3 separate regions of the Oryctolagus cuniculus genome follow, and regions 2 and 3 are each linked to region 1. Evidence: chromatin contacts called from public Micro-C data. All regions are on one chromosome and are shown on one strand. The core of a region is the stretch at or near the end of the contact, and the rest is flanking DNA. Distances in the headings are between cores, read along the strand shown.

The links. Hi-C and Micro-C count contacts between places; a contact is called where the count stands out from the background.
Region 2: a Micro-C map of ear pinna shows a contact between it and region 1, with 12 times the contacts expected there. The contact joins the promoter of MED28 here to the promoter of LCORL in region 1. A contact is called at or near these places in 2 of 6 Hi-C or Micro-C datasets (ear pinna and an unstated tissue).
Region 3: a contact with region 1 is called in a Micro-C map of ear pinna, with 8 times the contacts expected there. The contact joins the promoter of DCAF16 here to the promoter of LCORL in region 1. A contact is called at or near these places in 2 of 6 Hi-C or Micro-C datasets (ear pinna and an unstated tissue).

The regions. Positions count from the first base shown.
Region 1 is chr2:13,211,258-13,215,213 of mOryCun1.1, forward strand. It overlaps LCORL (ligand dependent nuclear receptor corepressor like), which reads right to left and starts at 2,088. Exons shown (of 8, transcript XM_051841977.2): 1 at 1,750-2,088. The coding sequence starts at 1,900.
Region 2 is chr2:12,798,771-12,802,726 of mOryCun1.1, forward strand. It overlaps MED28 (mediator complex subunit 28), which reads left to right and starts at 1,910. Exons shown (of 4, transcript XM_002709367.5): 1 at 1,910-2,107. The coding sequence starts at 1,949.
Region 3 is chr2:12,947,531-12,951,486 of mOryCun1.1, forward strand. It overlaps DCAF16 (DDB1 and CUL4 associated factor 16), which reads right to left and starts at 2,181. Exons shown (of 5, transcript XR_011386201.1): 1 at 2,044-2,181. It overlaps NCAPG (non-SMC condensin I complex subunit G), which reads left to right and starts at 2,250. Exons shown (of 21, transcript XM_002709370.5): 1 at 2,250-2,570; 2 at 3,546-3,749. The coding sequence starts at 2,460.

The sequences.
Region 1 (3,956 bases), core at 838-3,337:
CAATTTTTAAAATCAGTTTTCGGTAAAAGAGATCTTTACATAAACCAGTATAAAAAACAGGTCCATGTAACCAAGAAGCACAAATGGCAAATTCAGCTTTTTAAGAAATATATGCAAAAAAGTGAGGATTAAAAAAAAAAAACATGTAATTAATAGTTGTCTAGAGCTATTTCCCATAACCTTTCTTTAGATAAGACCAATTATATTTTACAAGCCTGAAACAAAACAGTAAATTGCTTAACCATCACTTAAATGCTTCAATCAGAGCAATCTTCTTTCTTGCACGCTTTCCTGTATTCATCGTGATGTGCAGTGCACATTTCCAAATTGCAGTTGTACTCGTTTAACTTACTACCACCTCCTTTCCAGTTGAGAAAACCAGGAAGATCCTAAGGCGCTAACCAAACCCACCTGAGAGCGGGATGGGCGGTAAGGAGCGCGAGGCGGTGCAAAAACAGCTGCAGACACGGTGCGAGCTGTTTTCCTAAGCCACGAAGGTTTACTCCTCAACTCCAAACGCCAGGATTTACTGGCCAGCGCGGCAAGGTGAGGCTACTCGCCACCGTCCGCTCCTTACACAACACAACCTTCCTCTCCACCTCTGCCCCGTCCCCCGCGTCCAACACAAACACGCACGACACGCCCCAGCCCGCAACTCGTGCTGGCTCCTCCGTATCCATGCCCGCGAGACCAACCTGCTGCATAACAGATCCACGCAAACGTCTCACTCAGGGGCGGGGGGGGGGGTCCAAGAAGTGACTTGCAGCAAGGTGGGGGAGCCCCATCACTTCCCGCCACCCTAAACAACCCACGGAACGAGATCCCCAAGACCAGAAGTTTGAAGAGGAAGCGAGGAGACCCCACCAAAAAGAAAGACGGGATCCGCAGAGGTGGGGAGCGCGGGGTGTGTGAGCGTGTATGTCCGAGTGTGCAGGGAAGAGTCCATCACATGACACAAAAAGGACCAGAGCCGTCCCGGCGTCCGCGCGGGGTGGGGAGGGGGTGGAGGGTGCCGTTCCCTTGGCAACACCCCCCATCCGTCCAGACTTCCAAAGAGGGAGGAAGAACTTCAAATCCCAACCGTCAGCGCTCGAGCGGCTCCTTCTTAAAGAGGTACACACAGCGCCGGCGCCGCCGCCGAGCGCGAGAGGGCAGAGTTGGGCGCCCCCCGCCCCAAGGGCAACGCCCCCGCCGCCCCTCGCCCGACCACCCGCGATCCCCGCCCCGCGAGCGCCCCGAGGGTCCCCGGGGTCCGAGTCCCCGGGAAATCCGCGGCGTCGAGCGGCCCGGCCCCCGGGGGCGCCAAGGGGGTGTGTGTGCGCTCGGCGGGGGCGCGGACCAGCCCGCCTTCCTCCCGCCGCCCTGCCCGCCGGCTCCGCTCTCCGCCCGGGCGCCGACCCGCCGGGCGGCTTCCTCCCTCTTGACAGGGGCCACGGCGGCCGGCGACGGGGGCGCCGAGCACTTTCGGGCAGAGCGAGAGCCAGCGGCCGCCTCAGGGGCTCGGCGAGCGGGTCCGAACTAACAGTTCCCGGGGAGCCCAAGAGCCGAGGAGCCGGAGGAGCGCGGAGCGCGCCAGGCGAGGAGCCCCAAGACAAAAGGCGAGCGCCGGAGCCGCCGCCGCTCCCATCGCGCTCCCCCATTGAACTGACCCGAACGGGAGATTCAACTAAACCCCTCAGCCTCAAACTCCTCGGGCTGCGGCAGCCGTCGCCGCGCGGAGCCCGGGGCCCCGATCCGTGTCTCTCTTACCTACACAGTGCATGAGACGGTGGCGCCAAGAGTCGAGTTCCCGCCGGAATCCTCTCCTCTCCGCCGCGCACCGAGGGCTCCGGCACTGAGCAGCGGCGGCGGCGGCAGCAGCGGCGGCGGCAGCGGCCATTCTCTCTCTTCCCTTGTCCATCTGCGTCCCGCGTCACGCGCCCTCATTTACATACGAGCGGCGCAGGCACGAGGCAGGGGCGCGAGCCCTCAGCGCGAGCCCCGGAGCGCGCGCCCCCCGGAGGGGGGTTGATTGACACGTGTCACTACCTTCCCTCTGCCCTTCCCTCCCCCTCCCACCGCTCCCTCAGGGAGAGGCGGGGAGGGAGCGAGAGGAGAAGGAAGCAACCTGCCGCTTCCGCTGACCCCGCCTCCCCATCCACTCCCCTCTCCCCCCTCCCCCCGGAGTTTACTCATGCGAGCCATACGGCTCCCGCCGCCCGCGAAAACCCTGAGCGGGAGCTGGAGACCCAGCGCCCCGCCAGGAACCCGCTCGCTAATGGAGCGGACTCGTAACGCCTCCCTTCTGCCTTCGCGCCGGGCTCCGGCTGTAGGGGACTTCAGTTCCCATGCTCCATTGCGCCAGAGTCCCGAAGCGGAGCCAGCTGTCAGGGCTCGGTGCATGCCGGTCATTGTAGTCCAGCAGGGAGGCGCACTCGCCGGTCTTCACACCCTTGAGCTCGAAGACCGGCCTTAGCCTCCTCTGAGCGGTAAGCCTTGTGCGCTTAGCTTCCCACAGGCAGCGTCGCGGTCCGACCCAGCCGTGGTCACTTAGGCTCTGCGCTGGAAGGGCCAAGTGGAAACCGTTCCGATGCAACCTTCGCTGTGTGTTTTTAAGTACTGGAAACTTTTCGGGGTTCCTGTCATCTCGTAACTCGCAGGGAAAAGGCAAGCCTGTCACTGAGCCGCATCTGAAATTACTGCCTTACGACCCAGTGACTTCATTTTCCAAGACAAAGAGCTCGCGGAAAGCGAGAATATTTGTAAGAACTGGGGAAAAGATGCGGAGCTTCTCACTGAAAATCATTTGTAGGGTATTGAATAAAGCTGACTGAAAAACTACAGAAGAAACTTCTTAGGCTCCGCAAACCGTGAACTCCTGTAGGGCAGCTATCCTCTGAACCTCCTCTACCATGACATCGTCCCCCTGGGTCGCCCGACCCTAGAACAGCGCTTGGCAGGTCGTTTAGCGCCTTCCAAATGTTGTGGGATAAGTTCTGCGCCGTGCTGGAGAAAGTAACTTCTTCCAAGACAGTCAGGAGTCTTGATTAAATGTAGACTCCAATTACATTTTTCAATTTTTGCTCAAAAGACTCAGTGGAAGTTTGTTTCTTTGTGCAGGGACCAAACCAGTTTGCTGAGAAGTACTGTGCATTACTGGAAATTTATGCATAAGTATGTGGGAAATGAATTCTTCTTGGAAACACATAAATTCGGGAACCAAACTTCCTGTTTTATGGATTGTGCTTATCCATCTTCCATCTCTCTCTCTCTTTCTCCTTTCTCCCTCTCTCCCTCCCTCCCTCTCTCTCTCTCTTTCTCTCTCTCTCTCTCTCTCTCTCTCTCACACACACACACACACACACACACACAGAGTGTTTCCTTGTTTATCATGACCTCGGTAATGAAGATGTAATTTCATAAATTTTTTTTTAAATATAGTTTGAAATCTTATAACCACCAGTTCTAGATTAGTCACAATTGGAAGGTAGGTGAAATCACTAACGAAAGTGCTTCCAGAATTATCGGTAGATAGTTTCTACTTATAATTGCCAAGATGATCCACCTTTGTATCTTTCCTGACCACTTTTATTAGTTAGAGTGGGGCTGATTATAATGCAGTATCAAAAAACCTGAAGCTCTTAATAGCTTAAAACAACAACAGCAAGGACAGAAATGTACTTCCTGCTTATCTGTAGGTTCATCTGAAAGGATAGCAGTTTATTCTCTGTGGTTCTCTAAGCAATGGAATGGCTTAGGGGTACTTGAATCTCTGGGTCTCCCCACCTTGTGTGGTAAAAGGAAGAAGAATGCCAAACTCTTTCTTCCTAAGAGATGCAAGTCAATTTTGCTCATGTGTCACTGACCAAAGTAAATTATATGGCATGACTGTTTTGAAGGGGATAGAGGAAGTGTAATCCACTACTTCCCAGAAGGAAGATGACTAGTATTTATTGGTGAATAGCACCAAGGATTAC
Region 2 (3,956 bases), core at 660-3,159, 410 kb before region 1:
GCAGTGGAGGATGGCCCAAGTGCTGGGGCCCTGCACCCATGTTGCAGTTGGTTTCTCAACAATGTTGCAGTGGATTAGTTTCTGAGAGGAGGAGCGCGGTGGGGGCAAGAGGTGCAGAGTCACCACACAGACTCCGGGAGTCAGGTGAAAGCAGGCCTGAGGCTAGCAGCCCGCAGACTCGTTTATTACAGTTGGAACAACATCTCATATAGCTAAGACCAGCCAATCTGGTCAAGGGGCGGTTTATGCCCCAACCAATCACAGCCTGTTGCCAGGCAGTTTCAAATCCATCCAATCACAGCCTATTGCCAGGCAGTTTCAAATCCATCCAATCACAGTCTGCTGCCAGGCAGGCTCTGCTGCCAGGTGGGTTTCAAAGCCATTCCTGAGTAACTGACGCTAGCTTGCCAGTGGCCACCTTGGCATGGCCTTCTCATTCCACCACACCAGCACGGGAGACCAGGAGGAAGCACCTGGCTTCTGGCTTTGGATCGGTAAAGTGCGCTGGCCGTAGCGGCCATTTTGGGGGTGAACCAATGGAGGGAAGACCTGTCTTTCTGTGTCTCTCTCTCTGTCTAACTCTGCCTGTCAAAAAAAAAAAAATTTTTTTTTTCACTGACCACTCTCAAGTAACTTAAAAAGTACTTAGGTACACTGAAATAAAATGATGCTACTTTTCACATTCATATATTTGTGGGGTTTTTTTTTTTGGAAAATATATACTTTTTTAAAAACTTATTTGAAAGGCAAAGTGACAGAGATGGAGACAGAGTGAATTTCCAATCTGCTGGTTCACTCCTCAAATGCCTGCAACTGCCAGGGCTGAAACAGGCCCATGCCAGGAGCCTGGAACTCCATCATGTCTCCCACTTGGATGGCAGGGACCCAAGTACTTGGGCCATCTCCTGCTGCTTGCCCAGGCACATTAGTAGCAAGCTGGATTGGAAGCAAACAGCCAGGACTCAGCTTAACCCACTTTGCCAGAACACCAGCCCCAAAGTTACAGTTTTAATACAAATATTAACATGTAAGTTTATTATTTTTCATGAATTGAACTCTTCCGGTTCATATTAATAGGTAAATATTAGATACAGCCCACATAAACAAAAACTTGGGTGCTCAATAATTCTTGGGAGTGCAAATGGGTCTTGAGACCTAAACAGTTTGAGAACTGCTGGAGCAGACTAGCCCCTCCTGGAATTCTCTTTTGGTTCTTTCAATCACCATGTCCTGACCGTGTCTATCAATGCCAGGTCATTTTGCATGATGGGGATAGCGGTGAGACAGGTAGGCACTACAGAATGGCGCCAGCATCCCAGTTGTTCATACGCTGCAGAGAAGAAATTGAAGTGGGAGCGAGGGTGTTAGACTGAGGCTGGGATCGTGACTTTTTTGTGCCTAGCCTGATCGCGGAAAGGAAGGTCCTGTGGATTCTCTGACCGCTGCGGCTGGCTCACTCCTCTGGCCCCGTGGGCCGCCGCCGGGTTTGCTTACTCTGCTAAGCGGGACCTTCTTCAAGCGCTCCTAGTTACATTTGCACTCCAGTCGCGCAGCGACCCCACTCGGCTCCACACCGAAGTCTAACGGGGAGTCCCCGCGACAGCCAGCATTCGGTACACGGCACTCCCTCAGTACGTGTGGCGTTCACTAACGGGTCAGCTGAGCCCGGAGAGAAAAAGCGACTCGGGCTAAGCCTGCGGGTTTGAGTCGGGTCCAGCGGCTTCCAACTCTGACGGGAGGGCTCGCTCCAAAAAGGTCATCAACGCTCCCCTCCACAGAACTGTGTCACGTTCAGTCAGAGCCTTCAACAAGAGGAAAAGCCTAGGCAGCTTCCAAAACAAACACGCCCCTCAGCGCCCGCCCTGTCACGCCGCCGGGCTCGGCTGTCACGTGACCCGTAGCCCGGCTCTCGCGCAGGCGCAGTGGGCTTTTCCGCGCCATTCCAAACATGGCGACTCCGCTGGGCGGCATGTTCTCCGGGCAGCCACCGGGGCCCCCGCCACCAGGGTCTGGACTCCCGGGCCAGGCTTCGTTACTTCAGGCAGCGCCAGGAGCTCCGAGAAGTTCTAACAGTACCTTGGTGGACGAGTTGGAATCATCATTCGAGGTAAAATGAGACTTAGAAGTCTCCCCCCAGCCCTCCCCCCTTCCCTGCCACGTGAACTGCGCTTGCGCCAGTTCTCCAGCGCTGCCAGTGCCACTTAACAAGTGGGGAAACCGAGGTTTGGAGAACGTACGTCCCTTGCTTCAGGCTCCTCGTTGAGTGGTGGCGGAAGCGTGCGGATTCGACGTTTCTGTGGAGAGACGTGCTCTCGAGGTTTGCTTGCCCTCCCGACCTCGGGACCCTTCCCGGGTCCCCGCGTGTTTAGCAGGGGGCGCATTTTCTGTGGAGCGCAGGTTTCACCGCCTCAGCCTCTCCGCTGAAGTTCACTCTTGGGGGGCGCTGGGGTTCTCTCGAGACTCGATTTCAAGGCCTCATTTCCTGTGAGACTTTTCCTGTTTCCTCCGCCGTTTTCTGTGTGGACCGCTCGTGGCTCAGGGCACCTGCTTCTCATTTCTATCTGGGTGCGACCCTTTGACGTCCGTGACGGTAGGGAATTTTTATATATATAAGTGTGTGTGTATATATATATGTATATATATAGGCTCTTTGGTGGAAGGAGTTGAGGTCGTTCACTCTTGATGTGGAAGGGAGCTTTGGTGGCCACCTACTCCCATCCCCTCCTTTTATAGATGGAGAAGCTGAGGTTCAGAGAGGGCAAGGAAACAGCCTCCCAAATTGGGTTTGTGGGAATGAGAATTAGCACGTAGGCCTCCTGGCTTTCCATGCAAAGGTTCTGTCCTAGGGAATTTCTAAAAAGCATACTTTTGTATTATACATTTTCTAAAGCTGTCAATGGAAATCTGTGTAATCATAAATGTATATGTGTATGTATATATATGAGATGTGTGTGTGTGTGTGTGTGTGTATAGTTTTTAAGAGGGGAGAAGAAGGTACTAAATTCATGAGGTCAGATTTCAATCCCACTCTGTTTGGGGCCCAGCCACCCCTGAGGGACCAGCCCAGCTTTGTGAGACAGTTTGTGACTTAGTTGGCCCTCTGGATGGGAGGTTTTCCGTTAACCATAGGTTTCATGAAGAAGGTACATGCTGCTCACATCCCACGTCCAATAGGAATTAACTCGCTTTTTTTTTAAAAGGTTGATTGATTGATTTGAAAGGCAGAGTTAGAGGGAGAGATCTTCCATCCACTGCTTCACCCCCCAATTGGCTGCAGTGGCCGGAGCTGTGCCAATCCAAAGCCAGGAGCCAGGAGCTTCCAGGTCTCCCATGTGGGTGCAGGGGCTCAAGCACTGGGGCCATCTTTTACTACTTTCCCAGACCATAGCAGAGAGCTGGATTGGAAGCGGAGTAGCTGGGACTCAAACTGGTGCCCATACAGGATGCCAGCACTGCAGGCAGTGGCTTTACCTGCTATGCTGCAGCACTGGCCTCCGGGATTAACTTTCAAAGTAATACATAGAGACTACCGGGAGGGGGATGCGAGCCGAAGGACTGGTAGGCACTGTTTCTGTTGTGTGCGTGGTGGCGACTACCAGACTGTGCGCAGAGAGGGACACGCAGATGGAAGATTGCAGTAGGTGGGAAAAGCGAGGAGGCCCTGGGGGCGTACCTCGTCCTGCCCACCATTCCTCCTAGGGCCCAACATCTGAAAACAGATGGAAAACAAAAGCCCAGGTGCTTCCCTGACCCAGCCAATTCTCTTGCTAGTATTCTAGCCTACAGAATTCCCCATTGGAAATAAATGTTCAATTTGGGAAAACTTATTATAGCCATTAGAATATTCTGAAGACATTAAGACCACAGTACAGAGGCCGGCGCTGTGGCACAGTAGGGTAATCCTCCGCCTGCGAAGCCAGCATCCCATCTGGGTGCTGGTTCAGGTCTTGCCTGCT
Region 3 (3,956 bases), core at 931-3,430, 260 kb before region 1:
GGCTGACCTCTGGTGGCCAGTAACTGACAAAACAATTTATACTCATGGTTGAGATACTCAAAATAAAATATAGTAAAGAAATATTGGAGAGTTTACAAACAAAACAACAAAGTTAGCAGGAACCTAAAGCTGAGCAATTAAATGCCACAAAATAAGAAAAATATCACTGACTGTTAGTTTACTAACTGACCTTACGTTAAGAACAAATGACATATGCAGTGGTTCTCAAAGTATAGAATAGTTCTGTGCTGTCCAATGCCGTAGCCAACAGTCCCAGGTGCCTACTCAGTCTTTGAAATGTGGCTAGTGTAAATAAGATACAAATTCTTAGCCTTGGTAAGAAAAACAAGAATGTTAACTTATCTTGTTAGTAATTCATGTTACTGGGAGTGGGCATTTAGATTAATGGTTCAGATAAGTATCTCCCAAACCCAAGTTCTATTCCAGCTCCAGTTCCTTACTCCAGTCCCCAGCTAATACAGACCCTGGTAGGTAGTAGTGATTTATCCAGTAACTGGGTTCCTGCCATTCACACAGGGGACCTGATTGTATTCTCAGCCCAGCCACAGCCCAGTTGGCTGTTGTGGGCATCTGGGGAATAGATGTGATCTCTCTCTCTCTCTGCCACTCAGATAAATAATTCTTATTTTGGATATATTTAGATAAGAAATTAATACCCTTTCTAGCTTTCTATTTCATTAAGCTCTCCAGGCTGTACATATTTCATTGCTAGGGAGACTGTAAGTGTTAACAGTATATTCCATGCACTCTTAAGCCTCTATGCGTTTGCTTTAACTGATTAACCTAGAATACCCATCTTGTCTTTTCAGAAATTAAGACATCTCAATAATTTCAAAATTATGGGCAATCCAAATGCTATCTTATCCATAACCTGAACAAATCCATGAACATTATGATTCTTCATAAAATGGTTAAAACACAAAACAGTAGAATATATTCATTCAATGATTTATCTATATGTCCTTAATATAGAAAGCTTTTGTTCTCTAAAAGTTAACAGTAAAGTCTAAAAGTGTTATTTCTAGAGAGGGAAGACAACTCAAAAGGAGCAAGATGCACAGGCAGCTTTGTAAGGGTCTATTTCTTCAGGTGGTTATGGCTACATAGTGAGGAACAGGAGGGAGAAATGTCTTCCCTCCAACTTCCTAGGTTCTTTGGCTGGTCTACCAGTGAAGTTGCCCTAAGACAGATTCAACAGAAACAACAACAACAACAACAACAAAAAGTAAGGGACAGGAGTCCCAGAAAAAGAGATGACAGCTTACACTTACGGAATATCCTGGGCTACACAAAGCAACCGGGTTTCTGGTTGGGAGGTGGTGACACAAGTTATGAGAGGGTGCAAAGAGGAAACGTGTGGAGACTATAGATCAGCAGAGAACAGAAGTGTGAAGGAGTCCTCTTCCAGATACAGATAGTTCAGTAGTCTCCTAATTTCTTTGACAGACCTAACTTCAAGGATAGCTTTTCACAGCTCCTCCAGAGCTGGCAGTTCCTTATAACAGCTCAAAATAAGCCCAGCAAGTATATTTTAGAGAGGCATGTTCTCGTCTCCTACTGTCATGTTTTGGGGTGGTTTGTCCTAAGCAGCCCCCAATAAAAGTATTCGTTTTTGTCTGACGCAGTTTCACTTTTCTCCCCCAAAAAAGGTTTTAAAGACTGAGTTCCTGTTCCTCACCGTGACCACTTAGCTAGATTTTCCCATTCTCTCCGTTCTCCTTTAACACACTGTAGCTACGCAGGACTGTAAACTAAGCTTTGAAAGCTGGCACGTCCCGAGCCAGCTCAGCTAAATAAAATCATACGCTGCTTCCAGACGTCAGCCCCTCGGGCCCTGGAGAGACCGCGGCCCGTGGAGACCTCGGAACGCCTCCCTCAGCCTACCGGGGAGCGTCTCCCCGCTCACGAGCAGCCGGGCTGCGGTCCGGGCTTCCCGAACGCCCCATCTCCCCCTCCTCTCCGCATCTCCCGCCCCTGCGGCGGGAACACAGATTGTTCCCCTCAGCAGATCCCTGTTCTCACCCATGGAGGAGCTTTTTTTCTCGTCTCACCACCAGACGCACGATCCCGCTAGGCCTAGCGCCACCAGCCCTGTCCCGAAAGTAGAACAGCAGCTCCGCCAGCCCTCCCTGACGACACCACTTCCGGCCAAGCCAACGCCCCCTCTCCTTAGAAACGCCACTTCCCACCGGGAAACACCCGACGCGCATGCGCTCAAAGCGCGGGCAGAGCCAGAGGGACAGGATTCGGTTCTCTCCGCTCTCGCCTCTGGCGCGCTCGCGGAAGTCTCGCGGTATTTCCTTCTCTCGCGAGAGTTATTTGAACGTTCTGGCGGGTAACCACGCCCCAAGTGGCGTTCTGAGGAGAATTCGGTGTTGGGGCGGTCGGGCCAGAAGCACTGAAGCGGGCAAGGATAGTCCTGGCCGGGTCACCTCGCCATGGGAGCGGAAAAGAGAGTGCTGCCGGTTAAGGAGGCCTTTCAGCTGGCGCAGCAGCCGCACCAGAACCAGGCGAAGCTGGTGGTGGCGCTGAGCCGCACCTACGGCACGGTAAGCGCCGGAATGGCTGTGGGCCCTTCGCCGCCTTCGCCCAGCCCTGCCTTGGCTCAGCCTCCCCCAGGAGCTTCCCCGGGACCCTTCGGACTCGGCCCGCGCGACTCCACCTCCTCCGCTGTGGCGAGCCGCTTTGGAGTGAAGTACGGAGAGGTCGGGCGACTCGCCCAGAATGGCTGGAAGCCCTGGCGCCGTCCACTTTCTCTTCGCGGTCCTTACCCCCGGCCGGAGATGGGGGCGGCGCGAACCGTTAGTCCGGAGGGTGACCCGAGGCGTCCGGGCTCTCAGTGTCGGGTCGCCGAGTAGGTCGTGGACCCCAAGGCTCGGTGGTCCTTGCCCGTCGGGCCCCCGCTCACAGCAGAAAAGCCAGCCATCATCAAATCAGTCTCATCCCGCCCTATGTCAAATTGAGTCCAGCGTCCAAGCAGATTACTCGCGAGGACCTTTCCCTTCCTGTTCACCTAAATACCGTGTGTTTGTTTTGAGTGAAGCCGTGGGAAGAACAGGACAATGAAGCTCGGAAGATAGATTATCTTGAAGTCTAAGAAAAACTAAGTATAGCAAGGGCTTTGAGGATATGAGGTAGGATGTGAAAGTTTTATCAAAAAGGAATTGCGGGGTGATGAGCAAATTAAATACGGTACATAAAAAAGCCAGCGTAGGTTTTGAGTTTTTCCATGAAGAAGCATGCTTCTACTAACGTGATTCTAAAGACATGTAAAGAAGTATCAAAAGAGTCCATTCACTGTCAAAATTTATGGTTGCAGACTCTTTGGGGGAAGCAAATTACATCGTGGAGAGAAGTTTGTGCAAGCTTATTTTTCCCTTTTTGCTGGTGTGGATACTTCAGAGTTTACAAAAAAGTTTTTCGTTTGAATTAGGGCCGGTGCTGTCAGCAATGTTAAGGTAATGTTTTGGAAAAAAGTATTACCAGTGCAGTTCAGTTCGTGCAAGTTATCTTTTGTCTTTCAGATGAATGATAAAACAGTTTTTCATGAGGAGTTCATCCATTACCTTAAGTATGCTATGGTGATCTATAAACGTGAGCCAGCTGTGGAGAGAGTAATAGAATTTGCAGCAAAGTTTGTTACTTCCTTTCACCAATCAGATATGGAAGATGATGAAGAAGAGGAGGATGGTGGCATTTTAAATTATTTGTTTACTTTTCTCTTACAGGTATGTTGAAAGCTAACACCTTGGAGAAGTGTTGTAGAAGGTTTTACCGTAAAGTTTATATATTGTAGACAATGAAATGTCTGGTGATTGAGAAAGCATCTGACTTTTTATAGGAAATAGTAGAACTATCATTAAGATTAAAAAGTGTTTCTTAAAAAATGACTCCAGTAAGCTGCGCTGCGGCTCACTAGGCTAATCCTCCACCTG